Regions from separate parts of the Mus musculus genome. Here region 1 is linked to region 2. Evidence: chromatin contacts called from public Hi-C data. All regions are on one chromosome and are shown on one strand. Each heading gives the region's core, a stretch centred on a gene start, on an enhancer-like site or on the middle of the called end of the contact. The rest is flanking DNA. Distances are from core to core; before and after follow the strand shown.

Region 1 (3,565 bases), core at 757-3,256, 1.2 Mb before region 2:
TGTTCTCTTCCTTGTAGGGGGACCCAGGGAGATAGAAAAAAAAGAGAAAAGCATACAATACCTCAAAAGAAAAAAAAAGGGGGGGGGTAAGCCGGGCTTGGTGGCGCACGCCTTTAATCCCAACACAGGAGGCAGAGGCAGGAGGATTTCTGAGTTCAAGGCCAGCCTGGTCTACAAAGTGAGCTCCAGGACAGCCAAGGCTCTACAGAGAAACCCTGTCTCGAAAAACCAAAAAAAGAAAAGAAAAGAAAAGAAAAGAAAAGAAAAGAAAAGAAAAGAAAAGAAAGGGGACGCGCGAGAGATGGTTCAGAGGTTAACAGTGTGTACGTTCCTTGCAGAGAACCTGACTTGGGGGTACTTCTCAGCACCCACAACAGGAGGCTGGTAACAGCCTTGTAACTCCAACCCCCAGAAACACTCTATTCAGGAGTCCACTAGACACTTGCCGTCACTCCTACACAGACACACAGCTAAACATGAGATTAAAAATAATGAAAAAAACCCAAGTGTTTAAAGAAAAGCATAGGGAATATCAGTTCACTCATCAAGTACTTGCAGAAGAGATTCAAAGGAGAGAGTCGGGCAGAGACTTGGATGACTTTAAGGCTCTGGCCAATGCAAGCCTCTTATGTTTGATTCATATGATCCTTCGGTACCAAGTACTGAGCTAGATTATAGTCTGATGGAGCTGACATACAATAGCTAAACAATCCCAGTACTATGTACTAAAACCGGAGGGTGGGGGGAAGACACCAAATGAGGTGAGCCCCTGTGCAGGTTGGGCCCAGGAAACTGGAAAATAACAGCTGTCACAGGGAAAACAGGAGGCACGAGGGTGTGGGCTGGGGCATGTGATGTGAGAGAACAGCATGTCCAAAGCGCTGGAAATGAGAGGCTCGTAATGACGCTGTAGTCAGAGAGTGGTGCCAATTAATGCCATTAAATTGCTGACTAAATTCTAGATTCTTTCATTGCTCATTCCCAAGATGGGGAAGGTGACTACCCATAGGATCAACACAAGGACAAATCGGAACAGTTCTCTGCTGGATAGCTCCAGCCCTCCATCCCAACTAGCCCATCTTAGCCCAAGTGCAACGGTTGCTGCACTTGTTCAATCAGCAAACTCTGCCAGAATCTCCAAAGAATCAAAGGATTCCCAAAGGAGACAGGAGAATATTGCCCTGCACATCTCTGATTCCCACATAGAATCCAGTTCAGAGTTTTGTGCAAAATAACTGCACTGTGTCTGCTAAACAGAACGTAAAAGAAATGAATTCATTTGAGGGCATAATTACTGCCTCAACCCACGTCCTCTGAAACCTTTGTCCTTTCTCCCAAACCCACTCCTGCCGCATAAAAGGGCGTCTCCTTTATCCTTATGCCTTTCTGTATGCAAATACCAAGATTCTCTGCGAGGAAGTGGATTTTGAAATCGGAAGATTCTGAGTGGAATCTTACTGGATTCATGGTATTGCGCAAGTCATTCAAACTGGGGCGCCCTAAGCTTACTTCATCTGCAGAGTAAGACTAACAAGCATCTGTTTTATTCGTGTTTATGAAATGAACGTTACCAGGATGAGATGAAAATAGAAAATAGGACAGTTTGTGTAAGGCAATCACCGCTCAGCCTCACATATGAACAGGACAATGAACTGTTAGAAAGGGCCCGGTAACAGGTCTGTCAGCCACCGGCCGGAGTCACCGCAACCCCTGTCTTTCCCGGGGACGCGAAATGCGTAGGAGATCCGAGGTCCCTCCAGACTCAGCCCACGCGGGGCGGACGCAGCGCGGTCCTGCGTCACCGGCGGGTGGCTACCAAGCGGGACCACACATGGTGGGAACGTGAGGGGGCGGAGCCTGCGCCGACGCTGCTGACCAATGGAACAGAGGGAGGGTCCCACCGGGTCTCACCCAATCACAGAGGCGATCCAGACTCCTTGGGGCGGAGTCATGCCAGGGAGAGGCTGCATCATAGGTCGCTGGGCGGGCGCTGGGCGGGACCAACGGGGCGGTCGGGCGGAGCGGCAGACCGAGACCCAGTCCAGGCGGCGATGGCGGCGGCTGCTGTGGTGGCAGCGACGGTCCCCGCGCAATCGATGGGCGCGGACGGCGCGTCCTCGGTGCACTGGTTCCGCAAAGGACTACGGCTCCACGACAACCCCGCGCTGCTAGCTGCCGTGCGCGGGGCGCGCTGTGTGCGCTGCGTCTACATCCTCGACCCGTGGTTCGCGGCCTCCTCGTCTGTGGGCATCAACCGATGGAGGTGAGGGGACCCTATGCTGCGGGGTGGCAACACCAAGCGGACTCCCCTGGGCCCAGGAACTCCAGCCTGCGGCCACTCTGACACAGCGTTTTTGCCCAGTGTGGCCCGCTCTGAACTCCTGGGAGGCCTGGGGGACAGAGGTCCCTCTATGCTGACGAGACTCTCGTCAAAAACGCGAAGTCAACCTGAGGGAGGATCTGCAGCCAGTCCCTGGAAGAATGGGGACTGGGCTTTTAGGGGTGTGCTGTGGGAGCGGAGAAAAGCTTCTTCAAGAGAAGTAGCCCCTCGTGGACCCCCCCCCCCCAAGGGCTTCCCTAAGCCTCGGATTTGTTTGACTCTCCCCCACGCCTCTTTTCCCATCCCGCGTAACCTCTCTTCACAGACAAACGTGGTGGTGATCAGGGAACCTAGCTTAGCATTAGCCGGTTTTAAAAAGACCCCAAGGGCATCATCGGGTAATGGCACTTTTGTGTTCTTGACGCATTTTTTTTAAAAAACATTGATTGGGAAAGGACATGCATGGCATGGCAGTGTATAGAGTTAAAAGGACGACTTGCAGGTTCTCACTCACCATACGGTTCCAGGGTGGAAAGCCGGGTGCCTTTACCCAATGAGCAATCTCTCAGGAGGTCCCCTAACCCATCTGAGAGGATCCCTGTGTAGTTATAACGTTGCTAGAAAGATATTCAAAGAGGGTTGCATCACCCGTCAGCTCTTCCGCCTGTTGTCATGAAGTGTTTTTTAGGAGAGCTGGGCCATTACAGATGAGACTTTTAGGAGCTGATGTGGAAAAACAAGAACACAATATGAAGATTCGGTGATAACTCCCAGGAGGCTGAACCCTTTCCCAGCATGCTGTGACATAATAAATCGGCATCTGATGTATTTTCTCTGTAACCAGTCTTCAGAAACAAGACGTTTTGATACACCATGTTCCCATCACTGTCTAAAGGCCTCCCTGCAGTAGCTTGGTTTGTTTGCATTGTTATGAGAGGTGTTTGCTTATGGCCTTGTTGCACAGATGAGTGAGGTAGTTCCCAGGAGACCGTGGCTCTCAGCGTCCACTCTTTCCTCTCCAAGAGGGGTTTGCCCTGCTAGGAGAGCAAGTGTTCCTAGTAGCACGCCTACTAAATGCCCCTTCCTGCCCCATTTACACAGAGGGAGCAACTAAAGATAGTCCTGTGAAGAGCCAGCCCACACAGTTTTCAGATTGGGCTATTACTCTGTCTCGCTCCAGTTTCCATAGATAGGAGGTTGGGTTTGACAAACACCGGCAAATGACCATCTCTGCTGTGGACATTA
Region 2 (3,493 bases), core at 962-3,461:
TCTCACACCTTTGATCCCAGCACTCAGGAGGCAGAGGCAGGTGGATCTCTGTGGAGGCCAGCCTGACTACAGACTGAGTTCTAGACCACCCAGGGCTATTGGTGATATGCTCTCTCAAGCAACAACAAAAAAGACACATGAAGCACACCAAAACAAAGTGTAAAAATAAAATAGATGACCATTCTGATCATTACAGGCTAACAAAACCCCGAAGTGGACCTATACAAACTCAAGTGATTTATTTTCCCTCATAATCTTCCTAGTTAATATCTTACAACTTTTTTAGGATTCTTTTTTGTTGTTGTTGTTGTTGTTTTGTTTGTTTGTTTTTCGAGACAGGGTTTCTCTGTGTAGCCCTGGCTGTCCTGGAACTCACTCTGTAGACCAGGCTGGCCTTGAACTCAGAAATCCGCCTGCCTCTGCCTCCCAAGTGCTGAGATTAAAGGCATGCGCCACCACTGCTGGGTTTACTTATTTCTTTGTTTTGTTTTCCCAGGGTTTCTCTGCAGCCTTGGCTATTTATTTACTTATTTAGGTTTTCCAGACAGTGTTTCTCTGTAGCCTTTGCTGTCCTGGAACTAGCGCTGCAGACTAGACCTACTTCTGCCTCCTAAGTGCTGGAATTAAAGGCATATTCCACCACTGACCAGCTTGTAATTTTTTTTTTTTTACTTATGTGTATACATGTTTCTTTATGTGCTTATGTGTATATATGGCTGCATCTGCCTGCAGAGTCCAGAAAAGGGTGTCTGGTCTTCTGGAGCTGGAGTTACATATAGGTATTTGTGAGCCACCTGCCTGGGTACTGGGAACAGAATTCAGGTCCTCTGAAAAAGCAGCAAGCTCTCTTAGCCATTAAACCATCTCTCCAGCCACTAAGCTACAATTCTTAATTTAAGCACATCTTAGGACATCCCCATTATTGGTGCTGGGTTCAGCTTTTTATTTTCTTCTAGAGCATCATTTTAATTTAAAATAAAATTAAACTACATTAAAACATATAAATTTTACATATGTTTATGTAAGTATCATCTTCATAAGGAATACATTACTTTTGACACACACATATTGTATTCTTTAAATTGGGTTAGGCACATCTTCTCAGATATCGTTTGTGGTGAAAACATTCAAAACCTTTCTACCTTTAGAAAATATACAGCAAACCCATTGTCTGCTGTCACCTTGCTGTGCAATAGCATGCCAGATTTTCTCACTCTTTTTCTTTTTTAAAGATTTATTTATTATTATAAATAATTACACTGTAGCTGTCTTCAGACACTCCAGAAGAGGGAGTCAGATCTCATTACAGATGGTTGTGAGCCACCATGTCGTTGCTGAGATGTGAACTCAGGACCTTTGGAAAAGCAGTCAGTGCTCTTAACCGCTGAGCCATCGCTCCAGCCCCAGATTTTCTCACTCTTATCTGATCCTTACAAGATATCAGTGTAGTCCAGGCAAACTCTTCATGCCTCAGCCTCCTCAGTGTTGGGAATTACACAGAGCCTGCCACCATAGATACAGCTCTTTTCTATAGTATGAGGTAAAATACATTCATCTGTAAAGCGAGAGGAAAGAATCAAATGCTAAGGCTGTGATTGGGTAATCAGAGGCACTTTTTTTTTTTTTTTAAGATTTATTTATTTAATACACTGTCATTTCAGAAACACCAGAAGAGGGCATCAGATCCCAATACAGATGGTTGTGAGCCACCTTGTGGTTGCTGGGAATTGAACTCAGGACCTCTGGAAGAGCAGTCAGTGCTCTTAACCACTGAGCCATCTCTCCAGCCCTAGAGACACCTATTATTAATGGGGGAAATGAGAAATATTTAGCCACACTTGAATCTTTGCTCTTTTTAAGACATAAACTACCTACTTTTATCTGTCTCTGTCTCTCTCTCTCTCTCTTTGTTGTTCTTCGAGACAGGGTTTCTCTGCGTAGGTCACCGGATTGCTGGAACGTGTACACCAGGCTGGCCTGAAACGCCGCCTGGCTCCGCCTCCAGCATGCAGGGTTTACGGCCAGCGCTCCCTCCTCAGGTTCAAATAATCGGCTTTCTTCAGATCCAGCACAAGCCAAGGCCCAGCTCCTAGGGAGTTAAAATAAAAAACCCTCCCTGTGAGCTGCACACGTTACTCCGGAAGAGGAGGAGCGGCCGGGGGCGGGCCGTGCCCGAGGGGTTGGGGCAGTCCGGGGCAGTTCCGGGGGCAAGACAGCCCCCTACTGTGGCAATCCCGAGGGGGCGGGGCAGTTCCAAGGGGCGGGACAGCCCTGAGGGGACGGGGCGGGGCTAAAAGTAAAGCAGCCCGGAGGAGCGTTTGGCGCGAAGGTGTCTTAGCTGCGCTACCTGCGACGGCGCTGCCTCATACGTAGTCCCTTCCTGTTTTCTCCACGGAGGCTTTTCCACTCCTTGCTTCGTTATTTTGCCACAGAGCTTGATATCTCTTCACCGAGTACGTCATGGCTCCCAAGAAATGCCCAGAAACCCAGAAGTCCCCCGACGTTGCGGTGCTCCTCAGGAGCAAAAGTCGCAGAGGTCCTCAGGAGCTGGAGCCCGAAGCCAAGAAGCTGCGTGTGCAGGGTCCCGGTACGGCCTGTGCTGCTGCCTTAGCTTTCCGGGGGTTCAGGGTGCTCGCGCCAGAGGCTGAAGCTGGGGTGGTGGGTGCTTGTGCCTGGGCTTCTGAAGCAGTTCTTGGCTTCTGTCGCCTCAGGCTGTGATTTTATTTGGGAGATCGAGGGTTCGAACCCAGGCCTCCAGTTCTCTCAGCAAGTGGGCTGCCACTGAGCCACACGCTGCCGACTGGTTTTATTGGCCAGTTCATTGACAGCAGAGAGTTTTAAGTTGAACAGCCCCCCCACCTCTACCCCAGGTGACAGAAAGAGTCAGATGAGTGCCATCACCGTAAAAGCCACAGTCCCCACTTTCCTTGTTCCAGAAGTTTTACACATCTACTGTTTCAAAGTAATCCTCCCTTTCATAGCCTCTCGGTTATGTTAGCTCTGAGAGTCTGAAATTCCCTCCCTCCTTTCTTCAGAAAGCGCATTCTCAGAGGTTTACCAGGACTTGAACCTGGGGCTATAAGGAATGTGATAAATTGATAAGAGTGGTTTTAGCCATGAAAAGAAAGGAAAGTTGTCAAGAGAAAAAAAGGACTTATAGATTGGGTCCACCAGAAGGGCTTGGTAATTCAGAGTTGTTTTATTTATTTGTTTGTTTGTTTATTTATTTATTTATTTATTTAGTTTTTCGAGACAGGGTTTTTCTGTGTAGCCCTGGCTGTCCTCAGAACTCAGAAATCCGCCTGCCTCTGTCTCCCAAGTGCTGGGAATAAAGGCGTGTGCCACCATTCCCGGCTTATTTTTATTATACTCTGATTTACCTCTCTTCCTTGAAGCCACCTAATCAATTTGGAACTTTTCTAAACCTTACTGCATTCTTCTGGTTTCCACTCAAGTAATGGTTGCTCATGACATTATTTAGTATTTCTTTAAA

Evidence for each region. Hi-C and Micro-C count contacts between places; a contact is called where the count stands out from the background.
Region 1: a Hi-C map of B cells shows a contact between it and region 2, with 6 read pairs. The contact joins the promoter of Cry2 here to the promoter of Ddb2 in region 2. A contact is called at or near these places in 1 of 39 promoter capture datasets (hippocampal neurons), 1 of 484 Hi-C or Micro-C datasets (B cells) and 1 of 9 other capture datasets (adipose tissue).

Annotation. Positions count from the first base shown.
Region 1 is chr2:92,432,510-92,436,074 of GRCm38.p6, reverse strand. It overlaps Cry2 (cryptochrome 2 (photolyase-like)), which reads left to right and starts at 2,006. Exons shown (of 12, transcript NM_009963.4): 1 at 2,006-2,263. The coding sequence starts at 2,052.
Region 2 is chr2:91,235,784-91,239,276 of GRCm38.p6, reverse strand. Ddb2 (damage specific DNA binding protein 2) reads left to right here and starts at 2,211. Exons shown (of 10, transcript NM_028119.5): 1 at 2,211-2,587. The coding sequence starts at 2,461. A330069E16Rik (RIKEN cDNA A330069E16 gene) reads right to left here and starts at 2,131. Exons shown (of 2, transcript NR_015464.1): 1 at 1,876-2,131; 2 at 920-1,555.